Regions from separate parts of the Mus musculus genome. Here region 2 is linked to region 1. Evidence: chromatin contacts called from public HiCAR-type data. All regions are on one chromosome and are shown on one strand. Each heading gives the region's core, a stretch centred on a gene start, on an enhancer-like site or on the middle of the called end of the contact. The rest is flanking DNA. Distances are from core to core; before and after follow the strand shown.

The links. HiCAR-type assays count read pairs that join an accessible place to other places.
Region 2: a contact with region 1 is called in a HiCAR-type map of Th17 cells, with 12 times the contacts expected there. The contact joins two enhancer-like sites. A contact is called at or near these places in 2 of 39 promoter capture datasets (the C10 cell line and pre-B cells), 3 of 15 datasets of contacts at CTCF or cohesin (CD8 T cells, large pre-B cells and pro-B cells), 58 of 484 Hi-C or Micro-C datasets (the 63-12 cell line, B cells, the C10 cell line and 27 more) and 4 of 115 datasets of contacts at active chromatin or transcription factors (Th17 cells, astrocytes, bone marrow-derived dendritic cells and 1 more).

Annotation. Positions count from the first base shown.
Region 1 is chr6:144,636,261-144,642,927 of GRCm38.p6, reverse strand. It overlaps a transcript of Sox5 not described here. Among named protein-coding and RNA genes, the nearest start is that of Sox5os3, 33 kb to the left of the region's middle. Within about 2 kb of position 2,192, at least 35 of the 459 cell types and tissues checked have an H3K27ac peak or open chromatin away from gene starts, as enhancers often do. A contact at or near this core is called in Th17 cells and Th2 cells, where this site is marked.
Region 2 is chr6:144,956,930-144,964,134 of GRCm38.p6, reverse strand. No RefSeq gene overlaps it. Among named protein-coding and RNA genes, the nearest start is that of Gm46721, 16 kb to the right of the region's middle. Within about 2 kb of position 3,799, at least 22 of the 459 cell types and tissues checked have an H3K27ac peak or open chromatin away from gene starts, as enhancers often do. A contact at or near this core is called in Th17 cells and Th2 cells, where this site is marked.

The sequences.
Region 1 (6,667 bases), core at 943-3,442:
CCCCGGTGGCCACTTCCACCAGCGTGCATCCCTGCCTGTTAGTCTTTTACTGTTACACACATTCACACCTCATGTATTTTGCTCTAAAACAGAACATCTGAGTTGATTCTGCGCTTGCAAAGACCTCAGAGAGATGGAAGATGGATTTAATGTTGCTGTTTTTAGATGGGGCTGTAAATAGGATGGCAGCTGTCCTTGGATGCATAGCTCATATACGGTACACACGCTGAATAGACGCAGATGAAAGATTGCACCCAATTAATCCTCACAAAAACCCTACATCTCAGCCATCAAAAACCTTAACCATAGTGTATGTATTTATTCTATACCCCCACAGATGTAATCTCACACTTTGAAGGGGACTCGTAAAGAGAGTGGAGATGTCTACCATCCCCAGGAGGGTTCAAGTGACCTTTTAAATCCTGCAGACAATTCAAATCTATGTACATGAATGATCTATCAATATTGGTTAGGCACACTTCTTTACGATGCAGGGTCAAGAGGTTGCTCTTTATAGGAACTGTTCCTTTGCTGGAACAGGCTGAAGCAGAAAGTTCCTGTGAAAGTCAGAACGTGGCAGTCACAGCACAAGAGCCCCCCAGAAGGTTCCCATTGAGTAGCAGTTGAGGATTTCTGTGACAACCGTCTCAAGTACATTGCTAACAGGATAGGCATGGTAGGTAACCAACTGTCCAGGAGCTTTCCCCAGATACTGCTGGCTGGGGAGATAACGTAGTCAGTAGTAGCCTGTGTGTCCTGCAAGCATGAGGTCAGCTCCCTAGCACTCACTCATAACCCCACAGCAGCTGGTTATAAATATGCATGCCTGCAATCCCAGCTGTGGAGGCAGAGGCAGGAGAACACTTGGGAACTTGCTGATCTTGCCAAACTGGTGAAATCTGAGTTCAGTGTGAGAGGCTTTGCCCCAAGAAATCAAGTGGGACGTTGACTAAGGAAGGCATTCAACAGTGACTTCTGGCCTCTGCCTGCTCACACACACACATGTATCCGCACATACCTGCAGGCCTCTCTCTCTGCGTGAAGAAGTGGTGGCTTATAAATATTTGAATGTGAAAATTCAATGTATAAAATTAAATCATGCATTTAATCATTGTGTACATAGGTGGTTTTAAAGTTCAGGCAGTAACAGAGGACGACAAATCAACTGCCCTGGAGGACACTGGGTCCTGCGGGAAGGCTTCCTGAAAGTGCTAATGACTTCCAGGGAAGCTGAGTAAGCGTTTCATTTCATAAGCGCTGAGGGGAATGGATCATGACCATGGGGGAGATAAGAACATCGATGGAAGAGGGACTTCACAGCCAGAGATAACATGGCGTGAGGCACTGTGGGATGGGGACACATGGAATAGGCTAGGGTTACCATTCTCCTACATATTTTCTATGTGTGAAGGAAGGCTGTTTGGAGCCTCCAGTAAGGGGGAGGCTGGGAAAAGCAAGTAAATTATGGAGAGAATTTCACTTTTACGCCTCTAACCGCAGTTTGCTTTGTTTCTGGGACATCCCCGGCGTTAAATCCTGACTCTGGTCCTTTGCTATCTTGTGATCTTAAGCAATCTTCTAAACCTTTCAGACTATCTTCTTCAGACACCGTGAGTTCTGATGTTTACCATGAGGCAGTGCATGGGCCAGACATGGTGACACACTACTCTAAGCCTAACCCTGGATGAACAGAGAACCCTGCTGTGCCAGGCTAGCTGGGTCAACATGGTGAGATTCAGAGAAATGTGGCCACATGGTGAGACCGAGTTTCAGAAAACAAGTGAATCGCTGTAAGAGATCCCTGAGTGGCACACGGCTACACGATATGTGGCACACAGCCATCCACGTGTGTGGCACACAGTTACCTGATGTGTGGCACACGGCTGCCCTGTGTGTGGCTCATGGCCAGCCACCCAGTGTATAATTGAGAGATAGTCATTTACTCATCTTCATCTGTGTCTTCTTGGCCACTGTTTGATAGCGTCACCTTAGTGTCTGCCTTAGTCTGCATGAAGCTGAAACCTAGAGGGCTGCCCGGGAGACTCAGGAGCTCTGGGCCAGGGTTTGGAGACCTGGGTTTTAGTTCCCATTGCATGGTGACTTCAAGTGTTCACTGTCAATTCAGCCCTCTCTCAAAGGGAAGACTGGGGGATGAAAGTCCGTGTGACTCACAGCCTTGTCATTCAGCCCCATGTCTCATGGGCAGCCCAGTGACCTGAAAGTGCTAACTTAGATAGCTGAGTTCCAGTAAAGGCTGACTAAACCAGATATTTTCTGTTCTGGTGAAATGTGATTTGTAACACCTAAACTCATTTTAAAGAGCTGTGCTTGCCCCATGTTTGCAGAAAATGGCAAAACTCAGAGCAAGTAATGCATTGGAATTCATGAAATATGCTAGGCCTGTGGTCTCATATCTGTTATCCCTGCCTTTCAGAGGCTGAGATAGGAGGACCACCATAAGTTTGGGCCAGTTTAGGCTACACAGTAAGAGGCTAGTCTGAGTTAGTGACAGAAACCTCATCTCAAAACAACAAACAGCAATAGCAAGAGGAAAACCCACGAAAGAAGAAAGAAAGGATAAACTGACAAAGGCAGTGACTGGCAGCTTTGAGCTCGCCCACGGGCTAGAAGAGCAGGTTGTGCAGTGTGTTCTCCCATGGCTGTGGACCTCAAAGCTCTGATGGGGCTCAAAGCATGAAGATGCAGTCGGTCAAATCATCTAGAGAGGTGCACATGAAACATACTTGCTCAGAACACTCTCTAAATGTGGAGGGGTTCACACCCAGGTGCTGTTGGCAGGGTCATTGGGTCTAGGACAGTTAACTATAGAATCCAGACCACAGCTCTTTGATGTGTCTCCTCCAAAGACACAATGTAACTACTATTTCTCTAAAGGTTTTTTCTCATTATCATTTTGAAGTGAGCAGCTATGGCCCTGTAGGATCTTGATGTACCCTCCCTTCTGTCTCCTGTTTTGTTTTCACCTGTTAATCTTGTAACCAGCCACTTCCCACATGGATTACCTTGTAATTGAAACTGTAAAAGCCCATGGCAGGTAACCCTATGGCTGGCAGATGGTCCCCCTGGTGTGTCAGCTGTCTCAGAGGCATTAAAAAAGAACTACAATGTGGTGAGAGAGAGAGAGAGAGAGAGAGAGAGAGAGAGAGAGAGAGAGAGAGAGAGAGAGAGAATCAGAAACAACAAAAAGATAAAACAACCCTCCCCACGCACACACACACACACACACACAAAAAAACCCAGATTCTATAACTCGAAATTTAACAGAATGTATTTGCTAACACTTTCCAAGCTGCCTCAAGACCCAAATTCATGTAGAGAGCATTTTCTGTGGAGCATGAAGGGAGTGAAGTGGGGTGGGTGGGATGAGCATTGGGAAGCCAGCAGAGGGAGGGTGCTGCCACAGGCTTCCAGAAGCTCAGCTTCAAGTTGGTCTTTTGGTGGACTTCTCCTGTGGGGGTGGAGAGCTGAGCAGACATCCCCTCCAGCTGTTGGTTGGTTTAGCTCATTCTTACGGCAGCCCAAAGGGGAGAAATGCTTGTTCAAACAGTAGATATTCCATAAAAGCTAACAATTATGGCAGGGTCTTTCAAAAGGGAAATTACATTAAAGATGAATGAGGGCATATTGAAATAATTACGTTTTTAAGGTGTGTAACATTAAAAGATATTGAATAGAATATCGACTGTTTTGTGGAAATAGCAATAATGAGATTCCTGTCACCTAATCTTACAATAATTGGGTTATTATTATGCAAATGAAGGTGTTACTTTGTAAAAAAAAGCAACAGAGCCAGGCAAATCCTTCAGGCAGCCCTTTATTCTGCAAGCTGGGCTGTCACTTCTTAGATGGAAGACCCTCTTCTCACCCACTTGGAGACACTCATTTTATGATTTGCTCTTCATTTATACCATGATATTTTTCCTCTGCCACAGGTAGCAGATTGGTGGCTGGTGGTGTAGTGTGTGCATGCCCGTGTTAGCTTAGGTGGAACCCAAAGGAATAATTAAATTGTATAATTATTGCCTACTGTCGTCTCTCAAAAATGAAATGGAATCACTTCTCCCGCCAAGGACACATGCTGCAGCCTTATCTCCCCCCTGCACATGCTCTGTCTCTGTTGTGTGATGTCAGGTGGCGGCTGGGTGACACAGGAGCCAACAGGTCATGTTGGGCCAGTAGACCTCCAAGGACACAGTTGTCCAACTATTGTGACTGGGACAGTGAGTCTATTAGTCATGCTGAGATCACCAGCTGGCTTTGTTAGGCTCCCATGGCACCCATCAGACGAGGAGAAAAGATGGAGCACTTATCCTACTGGTTCAGGACCCAGGGAAATCTGTGTGGTAGCAAGGAATGGTTTTTCACACCACTGATGGCCCAGGCATTGGGCAAAGGGAGGTTTTGTTCCCTGGAAATGTATGTCCTTACAATGCCTGCCGTAGGGAATGTCATGTTTCCAAAGAGTGACACAGAATTTTGCCTTATACATTCTCCAGCTTTCCTACATAGAGAAAATGCCAGGACCAGGTAGAGGCTGATCCTTACTGACATCTCATGATGGAGGGGTTTTTTTTTTTTTTTTTGATTGAATACTCTAGATTAATCATGGCCAAGCAGTTTTGAGCAAAGCACAAAAGACAAATTTCACTCACCTGGTACTTTTGGTCCCAAGGATTAGGAGGTCAAGAAAATCTAAGCCTTATCAATTTATTTTAGAATCAACTGAGACTGGATAAATGTCAGGGCCGGAGCTCAGGTGCTTATGTCCCTCAATCTTCTCAGGTAGGACCAGGCTCCGGGTGGCTGGTGTGCACCACAGCTCTGTTGTGTCCTGTCTAGTAGACAGATCTCAGAGTCTATTCCTGTTTATGCGATGACTGCCCCTAGGAGATATTTGTTACTAGGAATAAAGAAGAAAATTTAGGGCCTACTTTTCAATAATTTATAGTCCCAAAGAGATTAATTCTGATTCATTGTGTTTTAGCAACACTGCTAATTCACTTGCCTCAGGAGAGTGAGATTTAAAAAATCATTTTTTTCCTGTTATTTTAATCTTTTCATTGTTATTCATTTCTTATACTTGGTACCGCAGGACACTTTCTCAGGATACAGGGGAGGAAAGCGAGTACCCTTAAAGTTAATTTGTGGAAAGCATCTCTGGAAGTGGAGAACTGTAGCGCGTAGCTTAAGTTAGAACGCGTTCGGATGCTGTTGCAGGAGCCTGGGAATTTCTTTTGCAAAGCTTGGGTTAGCTGGTGTTGCAGATCAGCATTTTGCCCATGCTATGCCAGCTCAGTTTCTAGTTTTTTGTTTTCCCCATGGCTTGACCTTATCGATCCATGCTTCCAGACCTCCTGCGCTGGGGAAGAGAGACTGCAGGGCAGAGCAAGGGCAGTGAGGTATTTTCAACATCGTGTCTTGCATCTTGTTGTCCCTCATTCCACCTGGTCTGAAGTAGGAGCTCCGGACTGTATTGGTAGTGCTAACCATCCCCTGAACTGATTTATTCCACTCACTGAGGCTACCCTTGAAATCCGAGTCAGTTCTCATGGTGGAAACCACAAGGAGACCAGTGAGTGGTTCTCCTTATAGCAGCACCGGCCTTGCCTCCCGTGGACCAGGTTGTCTAGACATGCACAGGCCTTGCCGCTCTTGGGTTTCACAGCACAGCTTACCTTGATTAAGGCCGTTGTGCGGCTGACCTTTACAGATGGGATTTCAGTGAGCCGGTGAACAGCAGCTGCCACCAACCCACAGCAGTGGCAGACACTGCAGATGAGTGTCCCCAGGTTGGAGCATAGAAAAATTTGCAAAAGAAAGAAATGTTAGAATCCAACCATTCCCAATAGGATCTATAAAGACGAGAAATACATTTTTAATACATTGGATGTCCCATTATCTTTGTGCAAACAGAGTGCTTGTAGTGACAGGTGTGACGTTTGTTGCTAGCAGATAAGAAGGGGACCTCATTTAACCTGGAGCAGGATACTGTCCTGCCACCAGGTACAACAGCATCAGACTGTATCTTCCAGTGACAGGCAGTGAAAAATTCCAAAGAGGGTCCCAGGCAAGCCAGGGAGACTGCTGCTGATACCCACTCTAAGGTATCAGCTTCATTCCCACACCCGTGGGAGCACCCTGGCTGAGCATGAGGCTTGCTTGACTTTTGTTACAATTGACAACTGAGAAACTCTTCTAGGACTGGAAGATCACAGCCAAGAAAGCACTTGCCATACAAGCCTGAGAATCTGGGTTCAGGTCCTGAGCCCACGTGAAAGCCATGTTACATGCATGTGGTCATGTGTGACTGTAATCCCAGCACTGGAAGTAAAGGCTTTAGAAAGATCCCTGGGGCTGACCCCTATGTTCAGTGAGAGATTATGTCTCAAAGATAGTGTGCAGAGGAATGGGGGAAGACAGCCGATGTTGATGTCTGTCTGGGACATGTGCACGCATTTGCACACGGAAATGACCACACACAGAGAATTGTTTTAATTGCAATAACTGACTGGTGATTCATGAGGGTACAAATGTCTTCCCCTCTCTTCTCCATCTTCCTTTCTTTTCTCTTCCCTTTCTTTTTTTTTTAAACAAATTTACACCTTGTTTCCTTATGTTTTGCAAGCTAAAATGAAAACCATAGGAA
Region 2 (7,205 bases), core at 2,550-5,049, 320 kb before region 1:
TGTCTGTATCCCTTCAAGGTGTGGAAATGTGAAGCATAGCACCCCCCAGAATCCCTGACAACCCGGAGCCACAGAGCTCAAGAAAGTGCCTGGGAGATAGGAGCTACAGGGAAAGTCAGAAAAGTCAGCTAGCGGTACGGGCATTTGTTTTCTTAAACATGGTGCGTTCAACGTTTAAGAAAAGGCAGCAGAAGCGACCTCCCTGTCTTCTCTTGAAAATGATTTACTCTGGTCAGTGAAGTGCTGAACAGCAGCAAAGGAAGGAGCATCAACCTGGTGGACAGGGTGCTAGCTCCTTCTTGCTGTTCTGAGACAGGGTCTTGCTATGTAGCCAGGGCTGGTCTGTAACCAGGCTACCCTTGAACTCCCAGAGAGCCACCTGCCTTTGCCTTCAGGGTGCTGGGATTAAAGGCGTCCATTACCATGGATACCTTGATGATGTTTCAGTAGTTTGTGTCTAGGGTTTTTGTGTTTGCTGCTTGTGTATTGCATATTTCTAAGCATATGTGCCTACTCAATCAAGTTTAGTGATCTATTGATCACTCATGTAATACAGCATGTTTTCACTCTGGAACCCAGAATGACAGAGAGAAAGGAGGGAGATGTGTGCATCGAAGTCGTGCCTGCCTCTGCTCACTTCCTTTTCAGAAAGAACATTTCATGTATTCAATTTCTTTTGAAAACAATTGTGTGTGTGCATCAGTGAGTGAGTGTGTGTGTGTGTACATGCAAGCATGCTGTGTGCATGGTAGTGCAGTGCCTTTGGGGGCCAGAAGAGGGCGTTGGATCCCATGGAGCTGGAATCACAGGCAGGTGTGAGCTACCACGTAGGCGCTGGATAACAGCGCATGCTTTCAACCATAGAGTATCTCTCTAGACTCAGTGTGTTCTGTGTCCTGGAGGATGAACGTGCTCTAGCTGAACACAGAAGCACAAAACACAAGGCCACTCAGAGCAAACGTAGACTCTAAGGGCTGAATGTCAAGTGCTCAGTTCTGAGACCATAGACCAGAAACATTCCTGCCTTCTTGTGGGATTTCCTTCTAGGTAAAGAACTTGTCTCCTGTAAGCACAACCCAAGGCTTTATTTGAAAGTTGTCTTTGCCACTAAAGGACCAAGCTTTAGGGAGACCTTTTCCTGTATGGGGAAGAAGAGACCAAGGTCAGATGGTGTATTCTGCAGGGATCACCCCACGTCACTTGATCCTAAGCATAGTTTTTTTTTTCTTCTCCCTAACTTTTTTCTTTTGAGGCAGGGTCTCACTCTGTAGCCCAGGCTAGCCTAGAGCCATATAGAAACCCTCCCTCTCAGCCTTTCCTGTGCTTGGCTTTACAGGTATGAATCAGAATGCAAAGCCTAGCACAGTGAATTGTTCTCTATTTCCTTGAATTAGTGTAATTAAACAGTAAAAGAAAGACAAGAAAGTGCCAGAAAGGAAGACAAGTTAGGAAGGGACACTCCTGTGGAGAAAGATATCCTTTGCAAAGATAAGCTGCTCTCTCATGTCTACACAAGGAAGAGCAAGCCTGGAAGCAAGGTCTGGTAACAGAATTTAAGCTTTGCCACTGTTGTAGCAAGTGAGAGAACTTTGTTACAAGTCCAAGATCACCATCAACATCTCCCAAACTAGATATCAGTAATGCATAGAAATTACACGCACCCACGCACGGAGCACGGACATCTGTGAAGGGACTGAGAGACAGGAAGATGGACATGCACTTGTAGAGGGTAGAGGTGGATGTTGGGCGTCTTCCTCTATTGCTCTCCACCTCGTTTGTTGAGGCAGGGTCTCTTTCTGAACGTGGAGCCCAATAGTACGGCAACTGATACACTGTGAGGCAGGGGAAGAAGTGAAGTGGGGCTGGAGAGCCTTGGGTGCAGAGCTACAAAGGAGTAAGACCCTGGTTATGAAAGGCAGGAAGAAAACCAGCTGGGTTTGAAACCCATGCCCACAACCACAAGAGGGACCCACGTGCTCACTCACTGGTACCACTTTCTAAGAACAGCCTTAGAAAACTCTAAAGATGCTGATTAGTGAGGATATAAATAAAATAGAGATACAGGTGTTGGCCATTATTGTAGAGAAAGAAACGGGGTGCTTCCACCAGGCCACAGGGGAGGGAAGGATAGATTTATGGGAGTGCCCACCAGCCCTTTTCACCTGCCCTTCCAGCTGGTTGCGGTGCTGTTTTATTCTTACAGATTTTTTTTTTACAGTGTCTCTGTTCAGCCAGAAGGTGCTGCTAAAGTACAGTGAGCCACAGAGGACAAACTAATGCAGAAGTAACGGGCGCCAAGAGGGATAAAGATGTCAACTGTGCCCATATGAGAATCCAAGCACAAAGATATCCATTATGAGTGGAGAAGAGGGCTTCACTGTAGCGCGTACCCTCTATAAATATTCCAGCCAAATGTAAACATAGAGTACTGCCTTGTGATGTTTGCGGCTGCGTAAACAGCAGCCTGGCTTTTCTTCTCATTAACGCCCCTTTCTCGAGACAGGGGCTTCTATACCGTGAATCTGGGGCAACGTAGTATGATCCGTAGCTCCCCCCCCCCCAACAGGGTGTAGCGTACATGGAATAAAAACGAGAACTTAAAATCAGCAGACTTTTATTTTTATTTTTAACAAACACAGCTTTGCTTTACTGTATAAAATCCCATATGTTACAGGAAGAGCCCTGCGCGCGCAGGCAGCGAGGACTAACAAAGGAGTGGAGCGGAGCGCAGGCCGCGGTTTCAGAAACTTGGGATTTCTTCTGATGGTGGCAAACACCACTCAAACAAATACTTCTTCTAAAGATGTCACACCATCACTCAAAATGTTAAACCGTTTATAAAAAGAGTGTCTTTAAACTGAGCCGAGGCGTAATTGTATTCAGAACGACTCATTTTACTTTCAAAACTTAGACCAGGGTAACTTTTTCTCTTTTTTTTTTGAAGTGAAGCTTTCTCTACTGCAGGAAGCAAACTGCACCAAACATTTTTCAATATGGGATTACAGTTCACCCCAAGTTAACTCAATATGCCAACCAAGAATAGACTAGGGGACTCAGGGGCCCAGGCTTTTCAGCCTCCTTTGATACCCTGCATTTTAAAAAGCAAATGACTAAAAGTAGGTATGTGGAAATTATGTGTGCCCATTTATTGTCAGATTTTTCCTAGGTGTGTCAATACATGCAGATTTCCTCAGCTTGTGGAACGCAGAGGCAGGAGGACCAGAAGTTCAAGGCCAGCCTGGAATAGATGAGATTCTGTCTTAAAAACAAACGAAAGGAAAAAAAAATAAAGAGAGGAGATGAGAGAGAGGGAGGGGGAGGAGAAGGGAGAGGGGGAGGGGGGAAGGGGGAGGAAGGGAGAGAGGGGGAGAGGGAGAGAGAGACAGAGACAGAAAGAGACAAAGAGAGAGACAGAGACAGAGAAAATGAATTGGTTTGGCCCGGTGTGTCTAGCAAGCTGTATCCCAGGAGTACCCCAGAATAACTCATCAGTTCTAGAGGGAGTGGGCACCTAACCTCAATGGAACTTATTCCACTTACTAGAAACATGGTCATGTCAAAAAACAGAGTGAGGACCTTCAATTAGGTCTCAGGAGGTTTCCTTTAGTCACAAATTATAAACATCTTCGCCAGGCTCAGTGGGAATCAAGACTCTGGCTCCCTGTGAGGAAGCAAGCTGAACTCTGCAGGGCTGGGCTGACTGCTTTGTTGGAATCCTTTGCTGGCGATGCCATGGCTGCAGAGGAGGTGAGAGGGTGTGTCCAGGGCTCACGATTTCCCTTGCAGTTTCTTCTTCAATGGGGGATGAGTAATGAGAGGAAGGGCCTGTCAGCCAGACTTCATGGTTTTGGGGAAAGACAGAAGTGTAAGATGCATTCTGAGAATATGTGTGTTTGACTCTTAGTTATGTGAGGGTAAGGGAAATACTTCTATATTTATGTCCAAGAAATACCAGGCAAAACCCTTGTAAATTTGCCATACTCAGTTTAGAATATATATATATATTTCAAATCAAATTCAGAGAAGTGGTTTGTTCTTTGTGTGTCTCAAGGACCTGGGCCTAGAACTCACCATGGAGTTGGGCCTTGAACTCCCAATCTTGTGTTTTTGTGTTTTTTGTGAGACAGGACTTCTCCGTAGCTCTGGCTGGCATGGAGCTGCCTGTGTAGACCAGGCTGTCCTCAGACGCACAGAAATCCAAGCACATCTGCTGGAATTACTGATGTGTGCTACTATGCTCAGGCTGGCCAGTCTTTAAACATCTTATTTTCTCTGTTTTATCATATGCCTTATGACCCAAGGTGTACATTAATTTTTCTGTCACCATTTCTGGTGTGTATGGACAGGTTCTTCATTTATCCAGAACTCTCTTGTCCAGTAACTAAAATCACAAAATAATTCAAAAGGAAATATTTCTATATAGTTCATAATCAACTATTTTTTCTGATATATAGAGTTAAGAAACTATTAGTCTGATGGCACTGACCCAAAAGAATTCTTTCAAAACTTTAAAAATATTTTTTAAAATTAAAAAAAAGATTTATTTATTATGTATACAGTGTTCTGCCTGCACGTATGCCTGCAGGCCAGAAGAGGGCATCAGATCCCATCACAGATGGTTGTGAGTCACCATGTGGTTGCTGGGAATTGAACTCAGGACCTCTAGAAGAGCAGTCAGTATTCTCAACCTCTGAGCCATCTCTCCAGCCCTATTTATTTATTTATTTATTTATTTATTTATTTATTTATTTATAATGATGTATCTGATATGGCAAGCATTTGCACACGTGCACATGAGTGTAGTGTCTGCAGAAGCCAATTCTACTGGTTCCCTTGGATCTGTAGCTACTGGTGGTGATGAGCTATCTGACACAGTGCAGGAAACCAAACTCTGGTCCTCTGGGGGCACAGTGTGTGTACTTAACAATTGAGCCACCTCTCCAGACTCTTGTCTGTCTGCATGTATGTATGTCTTGTGCAGGTGGCCATAGGTGCTGAGTGTTCATTATTGCAACAGCCATGTCATATCCACAAGATGGTGTCACACAGTATTCTTCCCCATCTTCCGGTTCATATAGTCTTTTTGTTTCCTCTTCTGTCATAGTCTCTGGGGTTTGGAGGGGTCATACAGTTGTCCTGTTAAAGGCTATCAAAAAGAAATTCAATGGTAGGCTTGAGTCTATTTGTGAGAAAGCATGTCCGAATTACCTTTATGTTCACAAGCTTGGTGCCCTTACTCAACAGCTACATGTTCGATGCTAACTATGTGCAGGGTGTTTGCTCTGGGCCATTGGGATCTACAGGGATCCAAACCCAGTCCTCTGCTTCTGTGGACTACGCAATGTTCCAGCAGCAGGGTAAGGAATAGATAGAGCCATGGCTGGAGGGACAGAGGGTGGTGGAGAGAGTGGGCAGGAGCAGGAAGGGGTGTGAGCAGGGCAGATGGGGTGGGGCTCCTGGGATATGATGACAGTTTAAACTTCCAACACAGTGGGAACTGCAAGGAGGCTCTGAGCAGAGGGCAGGCAGGTGCCATTGGGCTTGCTTCTGAAAAGGACCCCTCTTGGATTTTATATTGAACGTTCTCAGTGAATGGCAGAAAGGTCCAGTGGCAGGCCTTGGTAATTCAGATGCCAGTGATAGTGGCTTGCTCTCTGAGGTAGAAACAGTATCGAATCAAGAAGGCATCTCACCAGAGCAGCAGAGGGTTGTGAGGCAGAGACAGGACAGCCCTGGAACGTCATCGTGATCAGCTAATAAAGGGGAGCCAGAAGGAAGGGGTCGATGACCACTGTGACATAAGTGACTTTCCTGAAATGTGCCAACAGAAGAGCAAAGGTGTGTCCTAACCTCAGAAGATAGATCGTCAGCACATGAGGGGCCCCTGGGACGATCCAGCAACCTCAGAAGATACAGGGTCAGAGCACGAGGGGCTGCTGGGATGAGCCAGCAGAGAAGCCATAAAGATGGAGGAGGGAGGGTGAATTCTGCAGGCATCTCTCAACCAAGGAAAGAGGCACCACATCGCTCTCTGCTCTATCCAGAGGTATCCCTCTGTTCCACTGTGAGACAAACACCTCTCCCCCTCCCCTTCCCCTTCCCCTTCCCCTTCTCCATGGTCCTCTGTCTCCTGTCTTTGTCTCTTATTCCTTGCCTTGACTTTGGCCACTTCCTCCTGAGGCTGATTCCAAAGATCCAGCTATCAAAGTCCAGCAATCAAAAGCCCCCTTTGGCTCATTACAAGGGCAAAAATCCACCATTCCCCCGCCCTCTTTTCTATCCCAGGCTATTGGAGTCCAGAAAGGTAGAAAGTCTTATTGATTTAAAAAAAAAACACTATTGAGAAGACATATCAAAACACTTTTCCCACAGACCTGTATGAACTACAACTGCCTGCCTCATCAGCCAGCATGATGAACAGAGCAAAGAAATGGAAAGTGTCCAGGTGTCCATCAACTGATAAACATCTACAGTGTGTGTGTGTGTGTGTGTGTGTGTGTGTGTGTGTGTGTGTGTATACTGTTCAGCCATGAAAAAGATCCTATAATATGGCTGGAAGAAGAGATCATCAAGATAAATGGAAAAACCTTCAGGAAAGAATAATACAGGTTTGTAGCACATGATGTGATTCATGAACTCTGAGGAGGCTGGTTTCACAGGCACCAAGGGTGGACTGAGGTCAGCAGAAGGTGGAGAATAGGAGGGAAGGCCAGGGAGAGGGTAGTCAATGGGAATTAACTTGTAGTTACCTAGGAGACAGAGATGTGCACGCGCGCAGTAGGGTGACTACAGATGAGAAGAACATAGTGTGCATTTCAGCAAGCTAGGAGAAAGGAGTGTGCTTTTATCACAAGGAAATAATAAGTGAAGAGAGAGGTGTGTTTAACCTGGTTTAAATATCACACAGGGCAATAGTATTAAATGCCTACTTGCTACAATGTAGTGCCGCGTAGGAAGAGGCTGAGTAAGGGGCTGCCTGGATGGGCTAGGCCTGTGGGCGTGCATGCCTGTAGGGGATGCATTGTTAATCGACACAGGAAAAGCCAGGCTGTTGGGTGAAGGAAGCACTGTTTGCTAGATGACAATCAACAGGCGTGGGGGCACATTTGCTTCTTACTGTTCCTGACTGTGGATGTGATGTGCCTGGCTGCTTGTAATCTTGCCTTGACTTCTTTTTTTTTTTTCCTTTTTCTTTTCTTTTCTTT